Linked DNA regions of Mus musculus: region 2 is linked to region 1. Evidence: chromatin contacts called from public HiChIP or PLAC-seq data. All regions are on one chromosome and are shown on one strand. The core of a region is the stretch at or near the end of the contact, and the rest is flanking DNA. Distances in the headings are between cores, read along the strand shown.

Evidence for each region. HiChIP or PLAC-seq counts read pairs in DNA pulled down with a chosen protein or histone mark.
Region 2: a contact with region 1 is called in a FOXA1 HiChIP or PLAC-seq map of pancreatic cancer cells. The contact joins the enhancer-like site here to the promoter of Rundc3b in region 1. A contact is called at or near these places in 1 of 39 promoter capture datasets (pre-B cells), 2 of 115 datasets of contacts at active chromatin or transcription factors (memory CD8 T cells and pancreatic cancer cells) and 2 of 9 other capture datasets (adipose tissue and embryonic stem cells).

Annotation. Positions count from the first base shown.
Region 1 is chr5:8,619,126-8,625,378 of GRCm38.p6, forward strand. It overlaps Rundc3b (RUN domain containing 3B), which reads right to left and starts at 3,827. Exons shown (of 11, transcript NM_001347311.1): 1 at 3,363-3,827. The coding sequence starts at 3,487. The region is part of intron 2 of Abcb1a (ATP-binding cassette, sub-family B (MDR/TAP), member 1A); the gene reads left to right.
Region 2 is chr5:9,066,005-9,072,257 of GRCm38.p6, forward strand. No RefSeq gene overlaps it. Among named protein-coding and RNA genes, the nearest start is that of Gm31449, 4.6 kb to the right of the region's middle. Within about 2 kb of position 3,822, at least 129 of the 459 cell types and tissues checked have an H3K27ac peak or open chromatin away from gene starts, as enhancers often do. A contact at or near this core is called in adipose tissue and pancreatic cancer cells, where this site is marked.

The sequences.
Region 1 (6,253 bases), core at 2,577-5,076:
TGTCTCTATCCTGGTTAATCTATTGTGTATTTCTTAAATCACCCTTGTCCTTTTTTTTTATCCACAAGCCAGGAAAATTGATTTTGCATAAAAAGTTCCTTTAAAATACAGTCTTAGAGTTTCTACTGCTGCAATAAAACACCATGACCAAAAAGCAAGATGGAGAGGAAAGGGCTTATTTGGCTTATACTTCCAGATCACTGTTTATCAGCAAAGGAAGTCTGGACAGGAACTCAAAAAGGGCAGCAACCTGGATGCAGGAGCTGAAGTAGAGGTCCTGGAAGGTGGGCTGCTTACTGACTTGCTCCTCATGGCTTGCTTTCTTGTAGAACCCAGAAGCACCTGCCCAGAAATTGTACCATCCATAATGGGGGATTGGAGGAGGGGGAGGCTCCTGCATCAATCACTAATTAAGAAAATGCTAGGGCCAGGAAGCCGGAGTGGGTGGGTTGGGGAGCAGGGTGGGAGAGGGTATAGGGGACTTTTAGGATAGCATTTGAATTGTAAATGAAGAAAATATCTAATAAAAATTGTTTAAATAAAAAATTAAAAAAGAAATATATAAAAAATCAGCCAAATCTAAAAAAAAAAAAAAAACAAGAAAGAAAAGAAAATGTCTACAGCTGGATCTTATGGAGGAAAATGTCTACAGCTGGATCTTATGGAGATATTTTCTCAAATGAGGATTTCACCTTTCTGATGACTCTAGCTGTGTAGCTGTGTCACGCTGACACAAAACTAGCCAGCAGACTATTGACTTAAAAGTTTGACAAAAGTTGTTTTAAAATGTTAAATATGAATATTTTAGAATTTTATATACTATTATAAACTGAAAGATAAATTAAATTTTAATTGTATTTGCCAATAAAACTAAGGCCAAAGAAATACACAGGCTTAAAAAGATATCAACTTGAGCTGTAGAGATGGTTCAGTGATTAAGAGTGCTGGCTGCTCTTCTGGAGGACTCATGTTTGTTTCCAGAACCCATGTGGCAGCTCACAACTATTTGTAACTCCAGTTCCAGGGCATCTGACACCTCTTCTGGTCTGGCCTCAGAGAGCAATTTACATACATAGAGCACAGTCATACATGTAAGCAAAACACTCATATACAATATAAAAATATTTGAAAAATGCATAAGCTTAATAACAACAGAAAAAAAATGACAAACATCTGAATTTATGTGGATAAAAAAATGTAGGTTAAAAAAGTCCAAAGGGCAGGCCCAGTATAAAGCACATGGCTCCGGAGGCTGAAACAGGAAGATCTCAGTGAATTTGAGGCAAGCCTAATCTACATAGCAAGTTTCATGCCAGTTAAGGTTACACAGCAAGGCCATGTACAGAAAAGGACGGGAGAATATGGAAAACTATATCTCAATTTTTCAAAGTTCTAAATAATGAAAAATATGTACACAAAATAGGGTAGCTAAAATCAGTGTATAAATTTTGGAGTTGTGTGTGAAAATTTAGAGTTCTCAAATAACCTATTTCCTCTCCAGTACAACCTATGAAAAAATAAACTAAATATTTATTTGGTAAGTATTATACAGTGGTTTTAGTCTACAATATATAAGAGTTCTCTGTAAAAAATTGAATTACACATACACACACAATCATAATGAACCCAAAATCAATTTAGTTCTTTTCCTGACTATCTTAAAGCCTAATTCCAAAATTCAAAACAGTAAAAAATATTGTACTTGTATATGTCATTAAATATACAGAATTGTATAGTTTTATGATATAGCACTGAAACTATATCTAACTTTTTAAGGGAAAAAACTTTACTGTGCAAGTATAAGAAATTATATGTAGTGGTTGGCAGTTTTGTTTGTTCTAGTTTTATAAATTCCCGTTTTTCCAGGACATCAATAAAGAATCACAAAATGGGACCACAATTCAAATGTTTGTTTAGAGAAAAATGCATGTGCCTCACCTATCTGCTACAAATATTTTTCTACCATTATCACCGTGCTCATATTTGGAAACATTAAAAACCAAATATGATCAAATGATGCTTGATGGCTATCATTCATTTTAAGTCCATTATTTGAAATTCCTAGAAATCTAGTCCAACATTATTGTATAGCTGACAAAACAATGAAGATAATGAGGAGATGGTACTAAGACACTAACTAATGACAACATTTGTTATGAGCTCGTTACATTTCCACTAGATCAACTTGGTCCACCTTCCAATGTTAAACCATCGGGAAGTTTGAGTCCGCTGAAGCTCTGATGCAGCATAAATGATTCAAGAAGCACAGGTTAGGCTGGAACCTGCTTTGAAACTCATTTCTTTAAAAAAATAATTTTAATATCTTTAAAAGATAAGACTACCCAACTAGCTTATTTTTCTATGAATCTAACATAGAAATTTGCCTCAATTTAAAACAATGTAATAAAGCCCATCTGTCCCAAAAGCTTGTATTCTACACAGCACAAATGATAAATATAGTCTATATTACTTTACCACTTACAATGCAAACTGTGAGCAAAGCTCTTCCTGAAAGATGAGCATTCATTAGAATCCAACTTTTTAAAAGTTGCTTAAATACTGAATGTCATTCCTACTACAGATATCTGCAATCTGCTTAAGATGCTAGCCACGATTTTACATAAGGAAAAAAAAAAATAGACATAAGCCAGAGAGGCAGGAAAGGTTTCATCATTTACCTGATAACAAGAGAATTATCAGTAGTTGATGATTAACCAGTATGATGGAACAAAATCATTTTTAACAGAGCGTATTGGCTCTGAGTAGTTACTAAGAGATGGATGCCTAGAATATTATAAGACTTAAAGAAAATTTATCAGCTTGTTCAAAATCAGTTTTTTTCTGAATTCTTGATTTATAGATAGTGATGATCTATTTCTATAATTCCTGGAGGAAGGGCTACATTTACAACCAGGAAGCACTTAAATAAATGCCCAAAAGGACTGACCAGGAGTCTTCCACAATTGCACAAGCACTGTAGTTGACAAGACTTAGATACCCAATACAGATAAGGGCCGAGGGAGAGGAGTGAAAATGCGTACGCCAACAAGCGACAGCAAGAGAACGCACAGGGATTTGGGGACATCTCAGTAACTACTACAGCAGCTGGATGCTGCTCTTCCTCCGCCCTCTTCTCCTCAGACGCAAGCTGGCCGGTTCCAAACGGTTCCTCCCCGGCTCCGCCCCGGCCCTCCCCGGGCAGCCTCCAAGCGAGGACCCTGAGACGCGAGGGCTAGCCCACGGCCTCGCGGGGAGAGGCTCCCGCCCCTCTGCAGGGCCCCGCTGGCCCGCGGACACGCGCGGCACGGGCCGCAGCGCCGAGCCCCAGCACCTCCCTCAGCCCGGCGCCCGCAGCCCCGCACCTGCACACGGTGATCAGGTTCCTCCTCTCCACCGCAGCGTTGCGGGCGCTCAGGCTCTTCTTGCCGCCGCCGCCGCCGCCGCCGCCGCGGCTCCCGCTCAGGCCCCCCAGGCTCCGGGAGGCCATGGCGGGCTCACCTCCGCGCCCCCTTTGTCTCCAGCGGTCCCGCAAGCCTCGCACACCTGTGTCCCCCGGCCTTCTCTCAACGATGGCAGCCCGCCGGGCGGGAGAGAGGCGAGGAAGGAGGCGCGGAGTAGGCAGGGTGTGGAAGGCAGTCAGTCGGGCACCGGTACCCAGGCTCCACGCGCGCGTGCACACACACTCACACACGCTCTCTCACACATACACACGCGCTCACTCACACGCACGCACGAGCCACCTCCACCCTCGCTCGCGCGCGCGCGCGCCGCCGCCGCCGTCCACGAGAGAAGCGCGCGCGGGCGGGCGGGCGGGAGGGCGGGCTCCGAGTCTCCAGGGACGCCGCACCAGCGCCCGGGCGAGCCTGTCACCCCGCAGGCCTAACCGCACGTCATTCTTCCAGCAGGGCGGAGCCGCTGAGGTGAAGCCCCCCTCCCCACGCCTGTCTCACTCAGCCCCCGCCCCCTGCACCTATGGGAACAAGGCCGCTACGGAGAGAGCCAATGACGAGAGGTGGGGGCGGGACCCGCCCCAGGAGCTTTTAAAGAGGCTCGCTTAAGCCCCGCCCTGGCGCGTGGGCCTCTGTCAGAACGCGGGTCGGCTCGTGCAGCACCTTGGTGAGCCCGGCGAGGCAGCCTTGGCTTGGAAAGCCGGCTTTGCTGTGCCTACTCCACGGTGACTGTGGTCCATAGTCACCCTGACAAGGCTAAGTTCATGGCAGATTCCTGGTCCTGAGGCTTCAGTAGCCTCAGCAGGAGAATGCCATAGTTGGGTGGGGTGGGAAGTGGGGGTTACCTAGAATAGAAGAAGAGTTCCATTTGTCCCAAACGCCCCCTTTGAACCTGACAAACAACGACACAGTGGCATCAGGGAGTGCGCCCATGGCATTTCTCTTCCCGTGAATCTGGTCAGAATTCACCTCATCTTACTCAGTGTCCAGCACAGCCTTGAAACCACATTGACCATAGAAAAACGAGTGTAGTGGGGATGTCCAGTCTTGGGTTCTGTGCAGTGAGATCTGAACTGAATTGCAGCTCGTGAGCCATGGAGGAGGTTTGTCAAGGGCAGAGGGAAATCCTGCCTTGGAGTCCCAATAAGCCCCTTGGGAGGACCACTTTGTAGTCTCTACTTCTCTGGCTTTACCTCTGGCTTTACCTATGGGAGGCTACGGGCTTGAGACCCTGACCTCTGACATTCACCTCAGACTGCCTGTAAGTATGTCCAGACTTCAGGTTTTGTTTGTTTGTTTGTTTGTTTTTAAATTTTGAAAATCTAAAATCAGGACAAAGTCTCACCTCTACCTCTTAAATATAATTATGTTAAAATAAAAATTAATTATTAAGAAAATTTCTACAAGGGAGCTAAAACCATCCAGTGGAAAAAAAGACAGCATTTTCAACAAATGGTGCTGGCACAACTGGAGGTTATCATGTAGAAGAATGCAAATTGATCCATTCCTATCTCCTTGTACTAAGGTCAAGTCTAAGTGGATCAAGGAACTCCACATAAAACCAGAGACACTGAAACTTATAGAGGAGAAAGTGAGGGAAAGCCTCAAAGATATGCACAGGGGGAAAATTCCTGAATAGAAGAGCAATGGCTTGTGCTGTAAGATCAAGAATTGACAAATGGGACCTCATAAAATTGCAAAGCTTCTGTAAGGCAAAAGACACTGCCAATAAGACAAAAAGGCCACCAAAAGATTGGGAAAGGATCTTTACCTATCCTAAATCAGATAGGGGACTAATATTCAATATATATAAAAAACTCAAGAAGGTGGACTCCAGAAAATCAAATAACCCCATTAAAAAATGGGGCTCAGAGCTAAACAAAGAATTCTCACCTGAGGAATACCGAATGGCTGAGAAGCACCTGAAAAAAATGTTCAACATCCTTAATCATCAGGGAAATGGGAATCAAAACAACCTTGAGATTCCACCTCACACCAGTCAGAATGGCTAAGATCAAAAATTCAGGTGATAGCAGATGCTGGCGAGGATGTGGAGAAAGAGGAACACTCCTCCATTGTTGGTGGGATTGCAAGCTTGTATAACCACTCTGGAAATCAGTCTGGTGGTTCCTCAGAAAATTGGACATAGTACTACCAGAGGATCCCACAATACCTCTCCTGGCCATATATCCAGAAGATGTTCCAACTGGTAATAAGGACACATGCTCCACTATGTTCATAGCAGCCTTATTTATAATAGCCAGAAGCTGGAAAGAACCCAGATGCCCCCCAACAGAGGAATGGATACAGAAAATGTGGTACATTTACACAATGGAGTACTACTCAGCTATTAAAAACAATGAATTTATGTAATTCCTAGGCAAATGGATGGACCTGGAGGGCATCAGCCTGAGTGAGGTAACCCAATTACAAAAGAACTCACATGATATGTATTCACTGATAAGTGGATATTAGCCTAGAAACTTAGAATACCCAAGATACATTTTGCAAAACACATGAAACTCAAGAAGAACGAAGACCAAAGTGTGGACACTTCCTTCGCCCCTTCTTAGAATTGGGAACAAAACACCCATGGAAGAAGTTACAGAGACAAAGCTTGGAGCTGAGATGAAAGGATGGACCATCCACACCCGGGGGTCCATCCCATAATCAGCCACCAAACACAGACACTATTGCATAAGCTAGCAAGATTTTGCTGAAAGGACCCTGATATAGCTGTCTCTTGTGAGGCTATGCCAGTGCATGGCAAACACAGAAGTGGATGCTCACAGTCAGCTTTTGGA
Region 2 (6,253 bases), core at 2,572-5,071, 450 kb after region 1:
GAGTATTGTTCTTTCAATGTCTGTGTTGGAATTTTGATGGGAATTGGACTGAATCTGTAGATTGCTCTCGGCAAGAAGGCCATTTTTCCTACATTAATCCTACCAATCCAGAGCATGGGAGATCTTTCCATCTTCTGATAGCTTCTTCAATCTCTTTCTTCAAAGACTTGAAGTTCTTGTCTTATAGGTCTTTCACTTGCTTGGTTAGATTTATACCAAGATATTTTATATTACTTATGGCTATTGTGAAGGGTGCTGTTTCCCTAATTTCTTTCTTATAATTATTGTTTGTAGAAAGGAAGGCTACAGATTTATTTTTTTTAGTTAACTTTGTATCCAGCTACTTTGCTGAAGGTGTTTATCATCTGTAGCCATTCCCTTGTAGACTTTTGGGGTCACTTATGTATACTATCATATCATCTGTAAATAGTGATACTTTGACTTCTTTCTTTCCAATTTGATCTCCTTTAGTTGCCTTATCCTATTGCTCTAGGTATATCAAATAGATATTCAGAGAGTGGGAAACCTTGTCTTGTTCTTGATTTATGTGGGATTGCTTTAAGTTTCTCTCCATTTAGTTTGATGCCTGCTATATATTGCCTTTTTTGTAGCTTGTATCTCTCCTGATCTCTCAACAACTTTTATCATGAAGGGGTGTTGGATTTGTCAAAATCTTTTTAAGCCTCGAATGCGATTACCATGTGATTTTTTTCTTTCAGTTTGTTTGAAAATGCTTCCCCCCCCCTTTTTTTCCCATTGAATGGTTTTAGCTTCTTTGTCAAAAATCAAGTGTCAGTAGGTGTTGGGGGTTAGTTCTTGGTTTACATTGGTAGAGTTTTCTATTGTTGAAACATCCCTGCATCTCTAGAATGAAACCTACTTGATAATGGTAGATGATCCTTTGATGTGTTCTTGGATTCAGTTTGTGTTTTATTGAGTATTTTTACATCAATGCTCATGAGGGAAATTGATCTAAAATTTTCTTTATTGAGTTTTCCTGTGGTTTAGGTAGAAGTGTGACTGTGGCCTCATAAAATGAATTTGTCAGTGTTCCTTCTTTTCTGTTTCTCAAAGAACCAATACTTTTGTTTCCTTTCCTCAATTCTTTGTATTGGTTCTCTTTGTTTCTATTTGAGTATAGAGTTGTTCAGTTTCTATGAGTTTGTAGGCTTTCTGTTGATTCTGTTGGTGTTGAAGTCCATGGTAGTCTGATAAGATGCAGAGGGTTATTCCACTTTTCTTTTATCTATTGAGACTTTCTTTGCTACCAAGTTTTGTGAGCAGTTTTGGAGAAGGTTCTCTGAGGCTCTGAGAATAAGTTATATCTTGTGTTTTTGGGTGAAATGTTTGTAGATATCTGCTAGGTTTACTTGAGTTTTAGCATCCGTTAGTTCCATTATTTCTCTGTTTAGTTTCTGTCTAGATGACTTGTCCATTGGTGAGAGGTGTGTGTTGAAGTCTCCAACTATTAATGTGAAGAGTTCAATGTGTGATTTAAGCCTTAGTAATGCTTCTTTACAAATATAGGTGCCCTTTCAGTTGGAGCATAGATATTCAGAATTAAGACGTCATCTTGGTGGATTTTTCCTTTGATGAGTATGAAGTGTCCTCACATTTATTTTCATTAATTTTGGTTTAAAGTATATTTTGACAGATACTAGAATGTCTACACTAAGCTTGCTTCTTGGGGCCATTTGCTTGGAAATCTTTTTCCAGCCTTTTACTCTGAGGTAATGTATATCTTTAATGTGGAAATGTGTTTTTTGTATGTGACAGAATGGTGGATCCTATTTTTATATCTATTCTCTTAACCCGTATCTTTTTACTGAGGAATTAAGTCCATTTTTATTGAGAAATATTAATAACTAATAATTGTTAATTCCTGTTATTTTGATGTTGGGGTGTGTGTGTGTGTGTGTGTGTATGTGTGTGTGTGGGTGTGTGCATGTGTGTGTTTTCCTTCTGTTGAATTTGCTGGTGTGAAATTATTTATTTCTTGTGTTTTCTTTGGTGTAGTTAAACTCCTTGGGTTGGAGTTTTCCTTCTTAGGGCTGGATTTGTGGCTAGATGTTTAAACTTGGCTTTGTCATGAAATGTATTGTTTTCTCCATCTATAGTGATTGAAAGTTTTGCTGGGTATAGTAGTCTGTACTGACGTTTGTGGTCTCTTAGAATCTGCAAGTCCTCTCCCTAGGCCTTCTGGCTTTTAGAGTCTCTGTTGAGAAGTGAGATGTAATTCTATTAAGTCTGCCTTTATATGTTACTTGACCCCTTGTAGCTTTTAATATTCTTTCTTTGTTCTGTACTGTTAATGTTTTTATTATTATGTGGTGGGAGAATTTTCTTTTCTGGTCTAATCTATTTGGTGTTCTATAAGCTTCTTATACATTTATAGGCATCTCTTTCTTTAGGTTAGGGAAATTTTCTTCTATGATTTTGTTGAAAATATTTTCTGGGCCTTTGAGCTGGGAATTTTCTCCTTCTTCTATCCTTAGTATTCTTAGGTTTGGTCTTTTTATAGTATCCCAGATTTCCTAGATGTATTGTGTCAGGAGCTTTTTAGCATTTACATTTTAGATTTGACATTTTGAATGATATATCAGTTTCTTCTACCATATATTCTATGTCTGAGATTCTCTTTTCCATCTCTTGTATTCTGTTGGTGATGCTTGTGTCTGTAGTTACTGCTCACTTACCTAAATTTTTTATCTCCAGGATTCACTCAGTTTGAGATGCCTGAATTACATCTCACTTCTCAAAAGAGACTCCATGGTGAGCAAGACAGGTACATCTCAATTTGTGGTCTTAGCTAATGTGAGAACACGGAGGTGGCAAGACAGGCAGAGGCAAGAACACAGGGGCTCTCTCAGGGGCACTTTCTGTGAAGGGCCAGCAGCCTTTGAGTTTTTGACAAGGCTAGCCACAGTGCAGAAAATTAACAACACTTCTCCTTTCAAATGAGGGTGCTTTGCTCAGTTCCTGCTCCGTATGGAACAAGCTGCCCTCTGGCACGGCCCACCTTGTGGTTGCTGGGAGCTTAGTAATCATGTCTGCCAAATTCTGGCAATTGTCCTGGTAGTTGCTGAGCTTGTGAGTCATTCCTTTTCCTCATGCTGACTCAGTGGCCAAAGCATGAGCAGTTGGGCACTTCTGCAGGATAGAACAAAACAAGGTTCAGATTTCACATCAAACCTAAACAGATAGGCTAAAGGCTGGATGTGGAAAGCAAAACTGAAAGACAGAGCAAAGTGTAACAGGGCTTCTGGGATCTTGAACCAAAAATGCTTTTTAAAAATAAAGCACATGAAGTGTAAACACTGAGGAAAAGATTAATAGATTGTGTCAAAATTAAAACTCCTGTGTATCAAAAGATGTAGGGGGCACAGAGGTCCTTGCATTCACAGAGAAGCAGTAAGAGAGCAGTTAATCACACAGGGGTTTCTCCTCAATGGAGGAGACAAAATCAAATACCTGCATTCCATCCAGAAAGCTGAGAATGGATTTTCTTAATGATCTGTTGATCTTTTTGCTATCTGTGGACACAGACCTCACCCAGTTTTTGCTACAGAGGCAGACCTCACTCAACCCCCCCAGAATGATTATCCCAGACTCTTCCCTCACTAGACCATCATAAGGGGAGATGTCACAAGTATTTTATGGCCTGCTGACCTCTGTGCTATCGGTCAGAGACCACATTAGATTCTAGCTATAGAACCCACCCTCATGGTCACATGTACTCTGTAAAGGAGCTCCTGTGTACTCACACCTTACGATTTATCGTGCCCCTGGAATTGGACTGATTGGACTGATTGTTGCCTGGAAACCTTTTCCCACGTGGTACTGTGTACAATGGACTGCTTGCCATCAGACTCCCTGAAGTCTGATCCAGGTTGACAAAGTCAATGTGCTCCAGGTCTTCATTCTCTCTGCACATTCTTCCCCCTGTCTGACACCTTCAGGGAGCCTCTCAAAAAGAAACCTTCAAAAGCTGAAAATGAAAACAGTTGTTCAGCATGCAGGCGGGCGGGGTTGACAAGTAGGAGACTGATGTGCTGAAAGCTTGCTGATTAAGTGCCATGCAGTCAGGAGGGTGTTACTGGAGTAAGCTTTGAGGTTTCAAATGCTCAAGCCAGGCCCAGGCTCTCTCTCCCTTACTGCTGCCTGCAGATTTAGAACCCTCAGTTACTTCTCCAACACCATATCTGCTTGCATGTCACTATTCTTTCCACCATGAAAATAACGGACTAAACCTCTGAAGCAATAATCTGTCCCCTGTTAGATATTTTCCTTTATAAGAGCTGTCATTGCCATAGCAATAAAACGCAGCTAAGACAAACATTCTCATGAGACAAAAGCAGAAAGACCTGGAGCTGTCAGATCTGACTGAAGTAAAGGGAGGTGTGACAGCATTAAAGTCTCATTCTCACACTTAGCAAAAGGTAGGATTCCAGCGAAGAAAAGCCACCTCCAAAGAGCTTCAGCAAGATGTTGTCTAGAAATGGGGCCGTGGTGCAGGGGACAGAGGCTTTGAAGGGCACAGAGAGGCAGATACCATGTAAATAAAGAGATTTGACTGCATATTCATATAGTTTTATAAGTTCAGGAGGCAGAGTCTCTTTTTAAACTGTTTTTTTTTTGTACAGTCAGGATAATTCCAGTGGCCAGGTTTATCACAAAGAATATTTATGTACATTTCTAGAAATTAATGTGGAACAAAATATTTCTACATGGCAGCAATTCAACTTTGTTTTTGAAAAGGTTGATTACAGAAGGTTATGTTATTAGTGCATCAACTGATACATGATATTCAGTGTCTCACAGAATCTATGTGGTGCAATTAACTAGCTTTTTGGGATAGCTTATTTTTCGTTTATTCATCACTGACTCCCAGAGATGCTTAACTGAGGAAGGGTGACTCATTCATGGCGTGAGCAGCCCCATCACATAATATGGGACAGAGACTTAATATAAACAGAAAAGAAGAGAGAAGGCAGATTAGGACCATCTTCATTGATCTCTGCTTCCTGGCTGTGGAGAGGATGTAACCAGCTCGCATGCAGCTCTCTCATGCCCCTGCTGTGAGGCCTTCCCTGCCATGAGGAACCTCAAACTATGAGCCAAACAAAAATAAGCAGATCAACACATCCTTCCTTCCTAAGTTACATATTGCCATGCTTTGGTCACAGCCATAATTTAAAAGTATGTCACCAAAGACTCAAGTAACCACTATTCTATTCCCAGCTTCTACAGTCACTGACTTTTTATGTTGTCTTTCCCATGTAATGCCGTCTGATTATATTCATGTCTTAAATGACAGAATTTCACTTTTATGGGTTAATAGTACTATGTATATAGATGTACTATTTCTTTATCTTTCCATCAGTTGAAGGCTACTTATGTTCCTTCACCTCTAATTTCCTTGGTTGTGCTAGAAACATGGAAGTGCAGATGTCTCATCAAAACATTGATTTTATTTTCTTTGGCTATATTACCCAATAGTGTGAGTGCTGGATCAAAGGAAGTTGCATTTCCTCTTTAAACACTATTGTCTATGTATGGGTGTATTGTCTGTGTGTATGGCTGTGTGCCATGTGTGTGCCAGGGGCCTTGGCAGGCCAGAAGAGAGCATCAGATTCCTTGGAACCGGAGTTACAGATGGTTGTTAACTATCATATGGATCCTGGGAATTGAACCTAGATCCATTGGAAGATCATTCAGTACTCGTTACTGCCTATCTATCGCTCTAGTCTGTTTTTCCCCTTTTGGAGCATGTCTTAGTTAGGGTTTTACTGCTGAGAACAAACACCATGACCAATGCAAGCCTTATAAAGGACAACATTTAATTGGGGTTGGCTTACAGGTTCAGAGGTTCAGTCCATTATCATCAAGGCAGGAACATGGCAGTCCTGTCATCCAGACAGTCACGGTACAGGCAGAGCTGAGAGTTCTACATCTTCATCTGAAGGCTGCTAGTGGAATATTGGCTTCCAGACAGCTAGGAGTAGGGTCTTAAAGCCCACACCCCCAGTGACACACCTACTCCAACAAGGCCACACCTACTCCAACAGTGTCACTCCCTGGGCCAAGCATACATAAACTATCACAGAGCATCTTTCATTTTTCTATAATATCTATATGAATTTGTATTAATATGCAAACAATATGCTTTGCATTTCCATAGTTCTGAAGTGTCTGTGTTATGGTTAGCATGTCTTTTGGGTTGGATATCTTTTCTAGTTTTATTTGTAGATCT